Linked DNA regions of Danio rerio: region 1 is linked to region 2. A link is a contact called in public Micro-C data. All regions are on one chromosome and are shown on one strand. The core of a region is the stretch at or near the end of the contact, and the rest is flanking DNA. Distances in the headings are between cores, read along the strand shown. Region 1 overlaps mapre1b (microtubule-associated protein, RP/EB family, member 1b). Region 2 overlaps lama5 (laminin, alpha 5).

Region 1 (7,615 bases), core at 2,397-4,896, 170 kb after region 2:
ATCTGCTTCATTCTTGTCTGTGCTGTTTATCTACATGAAGACTACAGGCATGTGAGAAGAGTGGGCGGGGAGAACCGATTCATTTTCATAAAAGGCACAGGTAACAAAAAACAGCTACAATATCCAAACAGCTCAAGTTTTACAGATTTTAAAGGGTATAATGAATAATCTGATGGGTATTTTGAGCTGAAACTTTACAGACACATTCTGGAGACACAAAAGACTTATATTAAGATTTTTTATTAAGATCAAGATATTAAATCTTGAAAAAGGGGTAAAATATGTACCCTTTAAATTTTAGGCTCAACAAATTCTGTTTCAGCGACACTAAAATATAAGTTTCATTGGATCTACTAAATTTAATGAAGGTAACTGGTTGCAAACAATTTATATGGGTTGAGTTTAAACAAACAAATTAAGTCAAACATTACTACATTTAATTTGTTTAAATTCAGCCCATATAAATTGTTTGCAACCAGTTACCTTCATTAAATTTAGTAAATCCAATGGATCTTTTTCATCCAGTGACTTTTGTATGAGAAAAAATTACAAATGCATTACGTTTCCATGTTATATTTATTTTTACACAACACAATACCAAGTTTGTTGATTTTTCTTAAAACAATATTTAGTGGAAAAGGCCTGATGAAAACCTTTGTTGTCATTTTAAACAACTACAAATTCTGTGAAAAAAGTAGATTTTTATTTGAAATATGGTAGAAATGTTATCTGATGTATGTGTATCTCTCTATAATGAATCTAGCCATTATATGATTGAAACTGAGGAAAGGCCACTGGTGTTTTGTGACCTCTGCAATCGAATGGAGATAAATAAGACAAGCTGTGCTGCGAACAGAAAGAGATGGGAGATGGGAGACAGAGAACCTACCAAAACGTGAGTGAAAATAACAGCATGTCTTTCTGGTGAACAGCAGACTGCCGGCAGCTGTGAGATGGTGACTAAACTGAAGAGGAAGGCGACTGCAGCAGGTGAAATCACACATGACAGCTGTTACAAACACAGGACCAATAAATACACAGCATAAAAAATTGCACTGTCACTAATGCTCAAGTGGGCGACGCAGTGGCGCAGTAGATAGTGCTGTCGCCTCACAGCAAGAAGGTCGCTGGTTCAAACCTCGGCTCGGCTCAGTTGGCATTTCTGTGTGGAGTTTGCATGTTCTCCCTGCATTCGCGTGTGTTTCCTCCGGATGCTCCGGTTTCCTCCACAGTCCTAAGACATGTGGTACAGGTGAATTGAGTAGGCTAAATTGTCCCTAGTGTATGAGTGTGTGTATGAATGAGTGTGTGGATGTTTCCCAGAGATGTGTTGCGGCTGGAAGGGCATCCGCTGCGTAAAAATGTGCTGGATAAGTTGGCGGTTCATTCCGCTGTGGCAACCCTGGATTAATAAAAGAACTAATCCGACAAGAAAATGAACTATTGCTCAAGTGATAGACACTATGTTGCCAAAAACACTGAATGAACCTTAATAAAATATAAATATTATAGTAATAAAAAAATATATAAAACAAAAAATGTTAAATGTTAAAATTATCCATTAAACATAAAATTATAAAAAAAACTATTAAAGCACACAAAACTACATAAATATGGGATAAAATAAATATAAAAATTCTAAATATTAATAAATACTACACAAAATAAACTATTATAAGACTGCATTGAGATTTGCAGGTAAAATTCCGGTTAAAAATTTATCTTTTTTATTAATAAGGAAGGAAATTTCATTATAGATATATCATTAAAATTTCAAACATCAAAAACAGGGGATATTTAATTATTAAAGTAACTTTACTGTGAATATTTGATCTAAAGCTTGCAATACCTCAGGAGCTCATTTATTTTTTAAGTGATTAATTTATTGCCATTTTATCAGATAATTGTTTTGCACCAAAATTTATTTTAGTGTCTGATTAAAACATTAATTATTACCTTAGTAAATACATACCATTACAGCATAATAACATGGGTGTTTTGGCATGGCTCCCCCCAAATAATATAAACCAACATATTAAAATTAGATCTGTGACCTACGATTCAGTACATTATCTAGAGAAAAATGTTACCATGAACTACAAAACATCCCACTTAACAAAGAGCATTCCAATATGGTTCCCATTTGGTTCTCATGTGGTAATAGGGTATATGCGTAAGGACTTTTAATTTATCAGTTACCTGTGTTGAGCAATTCCGATGAACTGTGTGCCATTGCAAAATCTGCACAGTTAAAATCTGTTTTCTTTAATAATCAGCGATCTCCACTGGCTGAGTGATATCTGATAAAAAGTGGGTCTTAGATTGTACAAGAAGCACTGCATTACATTACCCCATTATATTCCCCCGCCATGTCTTTAAAATATCAACATTTATTTTACCCAAGCATATTCAACGGAGCTTCTGCTCTAGCCTGCTGATTCTGACGGACATGTGCGAGTAAACGGCTTTTTGTCTCGTTTTACGGTTGAGCGACTAAGTGATTGACAAAGTCTTTTTAACTGATTGTATTGTAATTACATTAAAACATCGATGGTGTAAAAGGAACCGTGTAAAATGGGAAAAACACACATTAACCATTCACCGGAAGTTTATCAGCATGGAAAGAAACACTAGATCTGCATATCCTCTATTCTAGGATGTTCTAGGAACAGGCACTGTATGTTTTTTTTTTGGTAACCAATAACTAACCTTTCCTTTTTTGTAATACCTAAAGTGAACCTAAAAGAGAATGTTCTACTGGGGCTGGGTAATATGGCAAAAATGCAGTCTCGATAATTATTTTCCATATTGAACGATAACGATATATATTTCAATGTAAGTTATTAATGCTTCCAGATTTAAAAGAGTACCACAGCAATGACTGAAGACAGAAAAAATAGAGGGTCCACTAAATGGCATTTTCAGTGGCTGAAAATTCAGCGCATCTCTAATGTCAACAACACACTTTTAGATTTCTATTGTTGCACCTTTCGGCTGAGTGATTGGGTCTTAGATCAATATGGAGTAAAAATCCAGAGCTTATCATTGTTTTTAACATAAATTTCATCACAATTCGATATTATATCTAATTCACCTGTACCGCATGTCTTTGGATTCATGGGGAAACCAAAGCACCCGGAGGAAACCCATGCAAACATGCCAACTCCACACAGAAATGCCAACTGACCCAGCCAGGGCTCGAAGCAGCGGCCTTCTTGCTGTGAGGCGATCGTGCTACTCACTGCACCCCCATAATGCCCAACTAACCAACATACTGGGAACAAACATTTTTTTTTTTTAGCTGGGATGCAACAACGACTAAAACATAAAATAAAGATAAAAGATTGTTTTTGAAAATACATGCGAGAACAGGACATGACAGCCTGATATTCTTCCGAACCGCATTATAGCATTTCAACATTTCAAACTCAAACATGGGTTCTCAGAAGCACATCTGTTTCTGAGATGTGTGAAACTCACACTTGGTCCTACACAGTTATTACTCTTCCACACAGGGACAAGAAGAGCTGTAATCTTCAAGACTCTAATAACGGAGCAACACGAGATTCCCATGCTTCAGCTGAGCCTTCTCAAGTGACGACCACTCTAAAACAGCTGTTTACCCAAACCAGCTAACCTAGTAGAGAGAATGGAAACAGCCCTGTTAAACATGTTCGTTTACCATTTTCAGTCTCAGACTTTTCATGTAGCATAGAGTTGATTCCTACCGCCACCTAGTGGTGATTTAACACAGCACGTTCGTTTTCCCATTGGAAATTTTTAAAATAAGATTTAAACCTGTAAACGGAACAAAATCCTTTCTGAATGATCCTCAACCAAGCTTTAGTGGATTTAGAATTTTTGGGGGGGTTATTTTTCATCTGGAAAGTTCAAAGACACCTTGCTTCAGTCTCCACTTCTGCTAAATCAAGCATCCGTATAACATCTGCTGATCCATGGGTCCACAAAACTAATGAATACATAAAACTTGCTTCCAGAACTTTTCAAAGGTCTTTCCAAATCATTCATTCATTAATTTTCCTTTGGCTTAGTCCCATATTTATCGTGTTGCCACAGCGGAATGAACCGCCAACTATTCCAACATGTTTTACGCAGGATGCCCTCCCACCCGTAACTCAGTACTGGGATACACCCTCACACAATCTCAATCATACGCACACCTACACACTATGACCAATTTAGTTCATCCAATTCACCTATAGCGACTTCTGAGCATTCGGAGTAAATCCACCTGAACATGGGAAGAACATGTAAACTCCACACAGAAGCTATAACTCGTCCAGCCGGGATTCGAACCAGCGACCTTCTTGCTGTGAGGTGGCAGTGCTAACCACTCAATCAGTTTCTGCATTTACTGGTAATGTGGTCAACACAGTGATGTTCAGCAAGATTCTGTTTTCTGCATTAAAATGTGTTTTCAGAAGGTTATCTTGCAAATCCCGGCCAACTGAGGGCAAACAAATCATTCCCCTTGATAACATCCTCCAAGGTTTTCTGGTAAAAAAAAACATCAAGCTCAGGAATGAAGCTGTCAGATGTGTCTCTAAGAACTGTCTATCTGTGGCCATTGACCTTCAAAGATAATCAAGCAACCTTTTTTATAGCTTTTATGAGACATGTTCAACAAATGCATACAGTGTAACAGCTCAAGCTAATTTAAAGGGGACCTAATGCAACCCTTTTTACAACGTGTAAAATAAGTCCCTAATGTTTCTAGAGTGTGTATGTGAAGTTTTAGCTCAAAACACTCCACAAATATATTTTTTATAACTCATTGAAACTACCTCATTTATTACTTTGATGCAAATTGTGCTGTTTTTGGTGACTGTCACTTTAAATTCAAATGAGATTGTGCTCTTTTCACAAGAGAGCGGAGCTACAAATGCCTGTGGCTCTGCATAGCAGCAGATTCAAAACAGGACTTATGTTATCTCTTTGAAAAGCAAAACAAGTCAAAAGAAGTGTCTCAGAAGAAGGCAGTCTATGGAAACCACAGGGTTCATTTGTGCATCTTAAAACTCCACTTTTATAATGCTTCTATAGCTCCCGGTCACACTGCACTTTTCGCCCCATGGACTGCAATTCATGCAAATGCAGCAGACATGCGTGACAAGTTTTGCAGTTCGCTGCATTGTAAAGTTCAAGCTTGGTGAACTCTACCCTGTGAAATTGCATCAAATGACTGCGTGAGACCAGTCGAAGATCAAAACATGACCTCTCTGGACAGAAATGAAAATATGGACCAATCACTTACATTTTTAATGTTGAATCATCTTGTTTAATCCCGCTCATTTTTGCAGCGTTGTACAACAGAATTTCCCATGCACAGCCTCCAGTGTGACCGTAGCATTAAGCTGCAGTCACCCTGGGCTTTTCCTCCCATAGACTTCTATTCATACGCACGCGAATGCATCAGACCGGAAATGCAGAGTCATGCGTCAAGTTTTGCAGGTTGCTGCAGTTCAAAAATCAAGCTTGGTAAACTTTGACCTGCGAAATTGCATCACTAGACTGCGTGAGACCAATCGAGGATCTAAACGTGACCTCTCTGCTCCATATTTTAAATTTCTGTCCAAATCGCTCACTTTTTAAGTGTCTAATCATCTTGTTTAATCCCGCTCCTTTTCGCAGAGCTGTACGACAGAATTTCGCAAACTCAAACTCTGGTGTGATCACAGCTTTAGTTGCTGACATCATCCTCAGCAGGTGAAAACTAATAGCAGACGGCTGCTTCTCACTCAGAGTCTGTTTATCCTAATGAGGGAGAGATTTTCACTAATGGGCAGGGCTTTTGCCCTCAAATAACACGCACAATGGGAGAATGTCAATCAAAGTGTTTCTGCAGATTGTTCTTGAAGTGTGATTGAAAAAAAATACAATTTTCACCATTAGATGCTGACTATATTAACACACTTTTTGCCACATAATTGTTTTAATTATGTGGTTTTTGCATAACAGATCTCAATTAAGAATTGTTAATGTTTGCAAAAGCTTAACTGTTTTAACACAATTTCGCACTATGCCACACAAAACATAACACACAAAAATTATATAATTTAAAAGTATTACTAAGTGACAGTGACTTTAAATTTTCTACTACAGAAACAAGTGGAATTTTTCAACGAAAAAAAAAAAAAAAAAACCTCTTCAGAAAAAATAGATGTTTCATGATGCATCACCATCTCATGATGCAGACCAGACTCAATTACTCTGCTTGTACAACAGTTACCACACCTAAAAACACTGTTCAGATGTTGCATTTCAAGACATTTGTTAGATTTTTGTCCTCAAACTTCTTCTGAGTGCAACTCATCTAGTCAGCTATATTCTTTTGATAAGATTTTTGTCTGTCTGCAGCTGCGAAATAACAAAATAATTCAGTGTAATGATAATGAACTGTAATGCAGTCATAACCTGCCTGGAAATACTTAAAGTCATGCATTTAACTGACAATAACCGATCAGAATTGAGCAACAGTCCAGTAGTATAAAACGAGAAAATAAAGTTTGTTGACAAACTTTACGGTGACTTGAGAAAGTTTGTAGTATGAATTAACATTTTGCTAATATGATTAGTATGTTTCCAGCATGGATTGGTATGTTGTTAGCATGTTGCTAGTATGGATTGATATGTTGTTATAATATCCAATGTAAAGTTAATAGTAGTTTTATATAATGGATGTCTATGGGACAACTGTCATAGCAACTGGGTGCTGCAATTGTTGTCATGGCAACAAGGGTGCTGTAAGTGGTTGCTAGGGTGTGGCTTGTAAGCTGAAACGTCATCAGTGACTGGCAGATTGGTAGTCTGAGTTAAATGACCCCAACATTTGTATGACAGTCTGGCGCAAAGTTATGAGGTCACAAAGTTTCGTCTAATATTAGGTGAATGAGACTTCCAAATTTTTTGGGTCAGTTTTTGGAAACCCAAAATCAGATCAGTTGGAAAAGATATAGCAACTTAATTCCGTACAGTTTGAAGGATTGGAGTTAGTTTAATGGTTGTAGTATGAACAGTCTAGGAGAAGATGCGTTCTTAAAATAGTCTAAGAAGATGAAATAATAAGTTTATGTAGTACAACAGCATGTTGGCTTTCTCAAGCCACCATGATGATTACAAATGGGCACATTCAAACCAATTCTAAAAACAAGGCGTTAGGTAATTAGTAAGCCATTCCTCGTCACTAGAAAAGACACCAACAGAAAGACATGTAAATACTGTTTTATTGTAAGAAATGGACTTCAGTTAAAAATGTGGAATTCTTTAACAGCCTGCAAGTACAAAAAAACAGGGAGAGAGACAGTTTGGTCGTGGCGCGGGGGCCCACAATGTACTGAGTACCTTCGCTACAGATTGTTCTTAAAGGCCACAGAGCATTGAAAGACAGGAAGGAATGGTGAATCACTGCATTTCACAGATATTACCTGCTTCCAAACTACTTCCTTCCACATTTTTATTTGGATCCACCTCATGCCAATATTTAGCTGTCCGGCTTATGTGAAATCACAATGAACTTTTTGTCCAAAAAAATAAAATAATAATAATGCAAACTCAGAGATGCGAGTGTCACTTGTTTTCTTATTATCTCCTATTT
Region 2 (7,722 bases), core at 3,144-5,643:
GTGAATATATGTGAGTAAGTGAGTTGACAATATTAACTGAGTAAATTAGTGAATGAGTGAGTAAATTAAAGTGCAGGTGAGTTAGTTACTGAACGAGTAAGATTTATCGAGTTGACTAAATGACTGTGTGAATGAGTGATTAAATAACATTTGAGTGAGTTAGTGAGCGAGTGAAAGAACCTGAGAGAGTGAGTAAAAGGGATTTGATTAAATAAGTAACTGGCTGAGGGGGTAAATGAGTGAATTAGTGAGTAAATAAAAAGCAAGTGAATGAATGAATGAATGAATGAATGAATGAAGAAATCCATGAGCAAGTGCATGTATTCACAAATAAGCAAGTGAGTGAATGAAGCATGTGCAGTGCAGTGACACAGTACTTACGCTGACAGTGCATATCTGCTCCATTCTGCACAGGGACGCTGTGCTGACTGAGACACGTGTCACACTGCTTCCCTGTCAGACCTGTTGTACATCTACACTCTCCTGTGCGAGGGTCGCAGCGACCACCCTTACACTCACACTCTACACACACAAACACACAAATAAATGTAACTCATAATTCAACATATGCCCTTGAGCTTAATGTATTTGTGCTATGTTGACTCACTCCTGCAACCATTAGAACTGTAGTTCCAGTGACCAGGTGCACACTGGTGGCAGTTCGGTCCATTGACCCCAGGCTGACAGGCACATGCGCCGTTAACAGGGTCACATGCCTGAACCAACGCAGCTGACGCATCACAGTCACACTTTCTGCAACCAGTGCAGGAATCAAAGCCAAATGTCCCATGCTAAACACACAACAGCAACAAAAAACGCTATTACCACTGAACCAAACCAATACATAGACAGAACATCCAAGCACACACACCTCACAGCGATCACACTGGGCTCCCACCACACCCGGCTTGCAGTGGCACTGGCCAGTGTGAGAGTCGCAATGTGCAGTGCCACAAGGAGAACAGTTGCATCCTGGGTAATGCACAAGGGAAATAACATAATTATAAGAACTCTTTAAATACAGGACAGTATGGCTGATGTTTATACAAGTTGACCTACTGGTGCAGTTCTTTGCAGTGATGGCATCACCGTAGAAACCAGGGGCGCAGATTTCGCAGTGCGGTCCAGCAGTGTTGTGCATGCAGCTCTGACACTCCCCCGTCAAAGGATGGCAGTCGCTGAACAACATGTTGGGGTCTGAGTTTCCATTGCAGTTGCACGGCTGGCATGTACTGCCAATCACAACTGGGTTGCCATAGTAACCTGGTGCACACCTGCATTCAGTACAAAAAATAACTATTTAATAATTACTAATGTGGCTATAAAAATAGTAATAATACTAATTTAGTAATAATAATGATACAAAAATATTAATGGTAATGATATCATAGAATATTTATAATCTAAAAAATGTAGTAAGTGATAAATGAAACATTTATACTGCAACTCCCAGAATAAATTATGTTATAAAAATGTCCTTATGTCATTTTATTTTCATTTTAATTCATGTTTATGACAGACAATAATAACATTCATAAAATAATGAGAAAAAGTATTACTAATTCTTAAAAAATCTTTGCTTTATTGCCACAGCCCTATCACCCTGTAGTCCGAGACCAGTTACTTACTGAAGCTGAGCAGGGCTGAGCCAGGTCAGTACCCGGATGGGAGACCACATGGTAAAAACTACAGTAAATTGCTGTTGGATATGGTGTTAATAGGGTCAGTAGGGGGGCGCTCAACCTGCAGTCTGTGTGGATCCTAATGCCCCAGTATAGTTAAGGGGACACTGTACTGTCAGTGAGCGCCATCTTATAGATGAGACGTTAAACCGAGGTCCTGACTCTGTGTGGTCATCTGTGTGTAACCCCGGTGTGATGGGTTCCCCCCCATCAGCCCTTACCGGCCTCCTAGTCATCCCCATCCAATGAATTGGACCTATAGTTGGTGTGTGGTGAGCGCATTGGCGCTGTTGTCCTGTGGCTGCCGTTGCATCATGCAATTGGATGCTGCACACTGGGGGTGGAGTGGAGAGACCCTCCGACTGTTAATGATTGTGAAGCACTTTGGGTGCATGGCCACATTACATTACATTGCTGCAATTATTTTTTATGGCATCTCCATGTAGCTCGATGCCAAGTGGTCCAGAATGTTGAAGCCAAACTCCTTAAAAATAGTGGCACAAATGTCCATGTTGCCCCATTCTACATTCCAATTTTAGTATTACATTCTAGTATTTTTATTTTATGAAAATACTTTTATTGTTTACAGAATCGTGAAATCTGATATTCTGCATCCCTATAACTCTACTAGATGTTTAAAATCTTGTCATTTTAGGTTGAATGTGCTTTTTAAACTAAATTAACTAAACTAAACTAATAATAAAATAAAATATTTGTAAATAAATAACCATATAATAATTGGATGTTTCACATCAGGGAGAGGCCAAGCCCGTCTTTTTCTGGTCTCCGAGGCTCTGTATTGATTGTGGAATTTCAAAATTAAACCAAAACAAACAATTACAATTGGTTGAGTTTGGCCATGAAAATTCAGAATTGTGTCTTAACCAGATGAGCCTTTAACGAAAAAAAGGAAACTTAAACGAAAAAAAATGGATGTGTGTGTATATATATATATATATATATATATATATATATATATATATATATATATATATATATATATATATATCACCAGGCTCTCCAGAATTTCGGGTGTTTCATTTTTAGATTTTGACTTTTGTTTTAATCAAATTTGATACGGCATGGCAAACGGAAAGAAAAACCTTTTGTATTCCGTGACTTGGTGGTCCTTTAAGGTAATCAAAAATCGCTGCTTACATGGTAGACTCTTAATAAGAGTATTAACTTAATCATATTAAAATCGGAGATTTGGTGTCCATGTAAATGTACTCGGAAAGTGTCAGGTGAAGTCGCGAGCTGTCAAAGACAGCGCATTCCTCTGCCTTTCAGCATGCGCTCTCAAATGTGTGTTGAAGTGTTTGATGTGTTTTCTTCAAACGCAACAAAAGTGTCTGCTTTGCGTTGTTGTGTCAGAATCCTTGTGAAATACAGCCATTCTTTCGAACACTTAGTTTAAGTAAATTTGATGAACGTGATCATACGTGTTGAATCTGAAGACAGTCGCTCCGGCTGCACTGTCCTGTGTGTGTGTGTGTGTGTCAGGCCCATGCACAGAGCACAGACCGTTACAGGGGCCGGTGCAAAGTGAAGAGCAATTGCCTCCTGAGAGGGGCACCTCAGCCAATGAGGGCAGAGGGGCAGTGGCTCTTGCCACCAGGCCACCCTCCTGTGCACGGCCCTGGTCTGTGTGCCTGTGTGTATGTGTGCGTGCGCGCGTGCATTTCTTGCAACAAACCTGCCTAAATGTCATTGTCCGTAGCAACTAAATCAAAAAGTTACAAATTGCCGTGAGATTGCGTTGCACTCTCAGCTCATTCAACATCATTCAAAAGAAAAGGTCCACATTGTCCCTCGATAATGTCAACAGACTGGACTGTCTTAGAAACTGGCTGAAGCAAAATTGTTTCTACTTTATAATTAATGTTCTCAACTTACAGCAATACAACTTTACAATTAGTGCAATTGTCTGTATTCAATACTTTAATATTATTATTATAATTTTCCAATTTCCATATTTGCAATGCCTGTATTTCGTTTTTTGCAGTCCACTTAGAATCCAACTTGGAAATTAATGTTTTCTTTATTGGCATTGTTTATATATATATATATATATATATATATATATATATATATAAATATAATAAAAATATTTGTTCTCCCTGCGTTCATGTGGGTTTCCTCCGGGTGCTCCCCCACAGTCCAAAGACATGCAGTACAGGTGAATTGGGTAGGCTAAATTGTCTGTAGTGGATGAGTGAGTGTGTGTGGATGTTTCCCAGAGATGGGTTGTGGCTGGAAGGGCATCCGCTGCGTAAAAACATGCTGGATAACTTGGTGGTTTATTCCGCTGTGGTGACCCTGGATTAATAAAGGGACTAATCTGACAAGAAAATGAATGATCGAATGAATGTTTCACATGTGTACCTTTCACACTTAGATCCAGCATAGCCAGGCATGCACAGGCACCGCATATTATTGGGCTTCTCCACACAGCGAATAGCAAAACTGTGAACAAGACCAAACAAATAACATCTTTTACTCTATGACAGAGGCATGTTGAGATATCCAGCACTGAAATGAATTTATTTTAAGGGAGTATTATCAGAATTTCAAAAAATCAGTCAGCCAATAAATTGACTTTGGTTTCTTTACAATTAAAGATGTTTACTGAATTCTTAAGCGTCATAACTATTAGCTCCGGTTAAAAAAAAATAAAAATGTGCTGCTCTGTCTTTTTCTTTCACTTTCCAGTTTCGTAATATAACTTGAATCAGTCCAATAAAAGCGGAGCAAACCATTACAAACAAAAGAGTAGGGGTGAAATAGCGAATGTACACAACTGAACATATGAACATATATAAACTGTATATGAATTTGAGCACTATTATATTCAATCAAATTATGGCTCTTACAGGGGGTAAAAGCCTAATAAATCAGAAAGAAAACAAAAGTCTGACTAAATTTCAATTCCACACAGATCATCAGAAGAAAAAGAATGTTTGAGATGAATGTGAAATAGGGGTTCAGATGATGAAATGAGACCACTGACTTGTTTGAAGCCACTTGCAGAGGGCAGGGGCAGCTTGAACAGGACACAGAGTGGCCATCGACAGTGTTGTTATGATGAAAACCGCCCAGGCACTTCTCACAGTGATTTCCGGCAGTATTATGGCGGCAGTTCTGCGTTTGAAAAGTTCAACACTCTGATTAAGCATTTATTCTTAAACTTCTCTTTCCCAGGATCTTAAATCTAAATCAGATTTACGACTTTGTTTATGACGAGTTTTACTGTACCCACTGGAATGTGCTATAACAGTATATTGCCTATGTCTACGCCTGGTATGTGATTTATGTATGACTTGAGATGTTTGACTCACCACACATATGCCAGAACCATCCAGACACTGATCCGAGTGCCCGTTGCAGTTGCAGGGGACACACTTCCCAAGGAAAAGACCTTTGTTGTCTCTGTAGTACCCTGGCGCACATTGCTGAGAGCAGAAAATGAAACATGTATGAACATTATAGCACAGTTTGAACAACTTTATCCAGGATTTATCAGTATTTCTTGGTTGCTCATAGTGATGGCTTTATCTTGTTGTTTCTTTAGCTCCAAAATAGCTCCATATAGCTTTTATTTTAGGATGTTGATGTTCATTCAACTGAAGCTGAAGGAGCTTTTTGTGGATCATTCTTTCATAGCAAACTAAAGGTAAGAGGGGTGTGGTCAAGTATATTGTGGTGAATTGTCTGTGAACTGACGTCGACAGAGAACAAGTGGCTGATTTAAGCATGGACAATATGGCCGATATGCACCCCCCTTCCCCCAACCTCCCGCTCCGTCGTTTGCCTAGAGCGCCAATTGAGCTTTCGATGGTCTTGCCAGTGAAGGATTGTCACTCCAAAAGCAGAAGCAAATAGTCAGACTTTGAAAATAAAAGTTTGTACTGTAATCTTCAATCAGTGGCCTAACTTGAACAGATAAATTGTTCAATTGATTAATTACAATCTGCGCTAGGAAAATAATGTTGTAAATTTCTGTATGTTCTGATTTGGCAAAATTATTAAGCAATAATTAATCCAGCCATTAACCAAATTTACTTTATGCAAATATATGAGTTGATGAAGACTAGTTAATTCATTTTATATGCACCTGACATAAAGTATGTCATTAATGGGGACTTTGTAAGAAGTCCAGATGTTTACTGACTGCAATGCTTAATTGGCCAATTTTACAGCTGATAAAAACATGTTTTACAGCCTGGTACAAAAGATGGTTTTGGTGCATATAGCTAATATAACCCTTTGTGCCAACTTTGAGGGGGGTGATTTTTTTTTTATAACTTATGCATTTAGTTTTTATTCAGTTATATTAAGTTTGCATAATTAAGGGTGTGGCCACTTGAGTGACAGCTAGATTTCGCTGGTCACCATCATTTCACCTCATCTGATTCCGGCTGATTAGCTGCTGAACTCGGCATGTACATCATATATACATATATTTTTTTTAGTTTAATGTGGCTTTACACAGGCAATTGCCGTTTGGAATTATTTCTTACAATTATCAGATGACATGGCATGCTGTGTGCACTTAATTGTGCTCACAAACCATTCAAGTGGCCTCCATTTCCCAGGTGAGTGAAATTAAATACGTGTAAACCACATCTATATATATATATATATATATATATATATATATATATATATATATATATATATATATATATATATATATATTTATTTTATTTAAGATAATTTATTATTTATATTTTTCTTTAGAACTTGAATGCACTCCAGAACCAGACAGAAGGATTAGCTGTAGGCTATAAAACATCTGAAATGTTGTCATACAGTGTTATGCCTGGATTTTATAAATAGCCTTGCATTTCCTAACACAGACTATATTTGAAGTGTTTGGGAGAAATTTCTTCCTGTAGAAAAACGTCATAAGAACAGTGCTTAGTGGCTCAATTTGCTACAACGGTGTTTTTTTAAAGACTAAACACTTCATTGATATAGTGTTGCAGGTAATGAAATATTAAGCATTTCTCCCAAAGAAAACACTGTCTAAGCAAAATGCTAGGAGGAATCTGTAGCTCCACTGACGCTCCGCCAATGACATGCAAACAAAATGTCGATGGTTGGCCATGCCTACTTGTAGCTTCTTTTGCGCTCTTCAGAAACCTATGGGTGATGTCAAGGATACTACGTCCATATCTTTTACAGTGGTTTTTAGTGACCACCATGAACAATATTCAAGACCTATATCATGATGGTGGTCTTGTTTGTAGTCGTAATATAGTGAATTACATTTGGACTAGGGGAAAAAAAGGTCTACAGCAGCACAGGATGTTACAAAATGCATTATTAAGCATTAAAGGGGACTTTCAGTTTAGATAATTTTTAAGTTTTAGACAGAACAATTAAATAGACATGAAAATTAAGTCCAGTTTAACATTAAAAAAATCTGTTTAACATTTCTTTCTTTGGTTAAACACAGAAGAAGATATTTAAAAAAAAGCTAAAAACAGGTAACCATTGACTTCTTTGGTATTTGTTTGTCCTATTATGGAAGTCAATAGTTACAGGTTTTTAGTTTTCTTAAAAATATCTTCAAAAAAGAAAGCTTTGGAACTATTTGAGGATGAGTAAATAAGGAGTAGCTCTTTGGATAAACTGTCCCTTTAAGAGAATTTGAGGATTTTTAATGTAAAAAAAAAAAAATTGTTCCTGTCAGAAACCCTGAACTTTTCACTTTATAAGACCTCATTATAGTCAGTAGCACTTCACAATTTGCTACCTTGTTTTTGTCAAAGCACACTACCTGACAGGAGTCTCCTAGATAGTTTCCTGGGCAAAGACAGATTTCAACATTGTTGGCATGGCGACCAGAGGGCATGTTTTCAGCCACCTCCAGCACAGCGGCCCGCAGAGACACAGACTGAGCCGACTGAGAGTGAAGCGCTCTGATCTGAAGAGACTCCAGGGCCACCAAAACCATCATCAGCTCCTCACGGGACACTGAATTCCCAGTCTGAGCATGCCTGAAACTCTCCTGCAATGACAGAGAACATGCATG

Evidence for each region. Hi-C and Micro-C count contacts between places; a contact is called where the count stands out from the background.
Region 1: a Micro-C map of caudal fin shows a contact between it and region 2, with 2.2 times the contacts expected there. The contact joins two enhancer-like sites. A contact is called at or near these places in 2 of 18 Hi-C or Micro-C datasets (caudal fin and an unstated tissue).

Annotation. Positions count from the first base shown.
Region 1 is chr23:9,922,930-9,930,544 of GRCz12tu, forward strand. mapre1b (microtubule-associated protein, RP/EB family, member 1b) reads right to left here. Exons shown (of 7, transcript NM_213640.1): 7 at 7,227-7,615. Among named protein-coding and RNA genes, the nearest start is that of mapre1b, 16 kb to the right of the region's middle. Within about 2 kb of position 3,647, at least 5 of the 62 cell types and tissues checked have an H3K27ac peak or open chromatin away from gene starts, as enhancers often do. A contact at or near this core is called in caudal fin, where this site is marked.
Region 2 is chr23:9,751,973-9,759,694 of GRCz12tu, forward strand. lama5 (laminin, alpha 5) reads right to left here. Exons shown (of 80, transcript NM_001039171.1): 41 at 7,468-7,698; 42 at 5,021-5,134; 43 at 4,693-4,823; 44 at 4,068-4,148; 45 at 1,060-1,274; 46 at 872-972; 47 at 608-791; 48 at 382-522. Among named protein-coding and RNA genes, the nearest start is that of adrm1, 65 kb to the left of the region's middle. Within about 2 kb of position 4,394, at least 1 of the 62 cell types and tissues checked has an H3K27ac peak or open chromatin away from gene starts, as enhancers often do. A contact at or near this core is called in caudal fin, where this site is marked.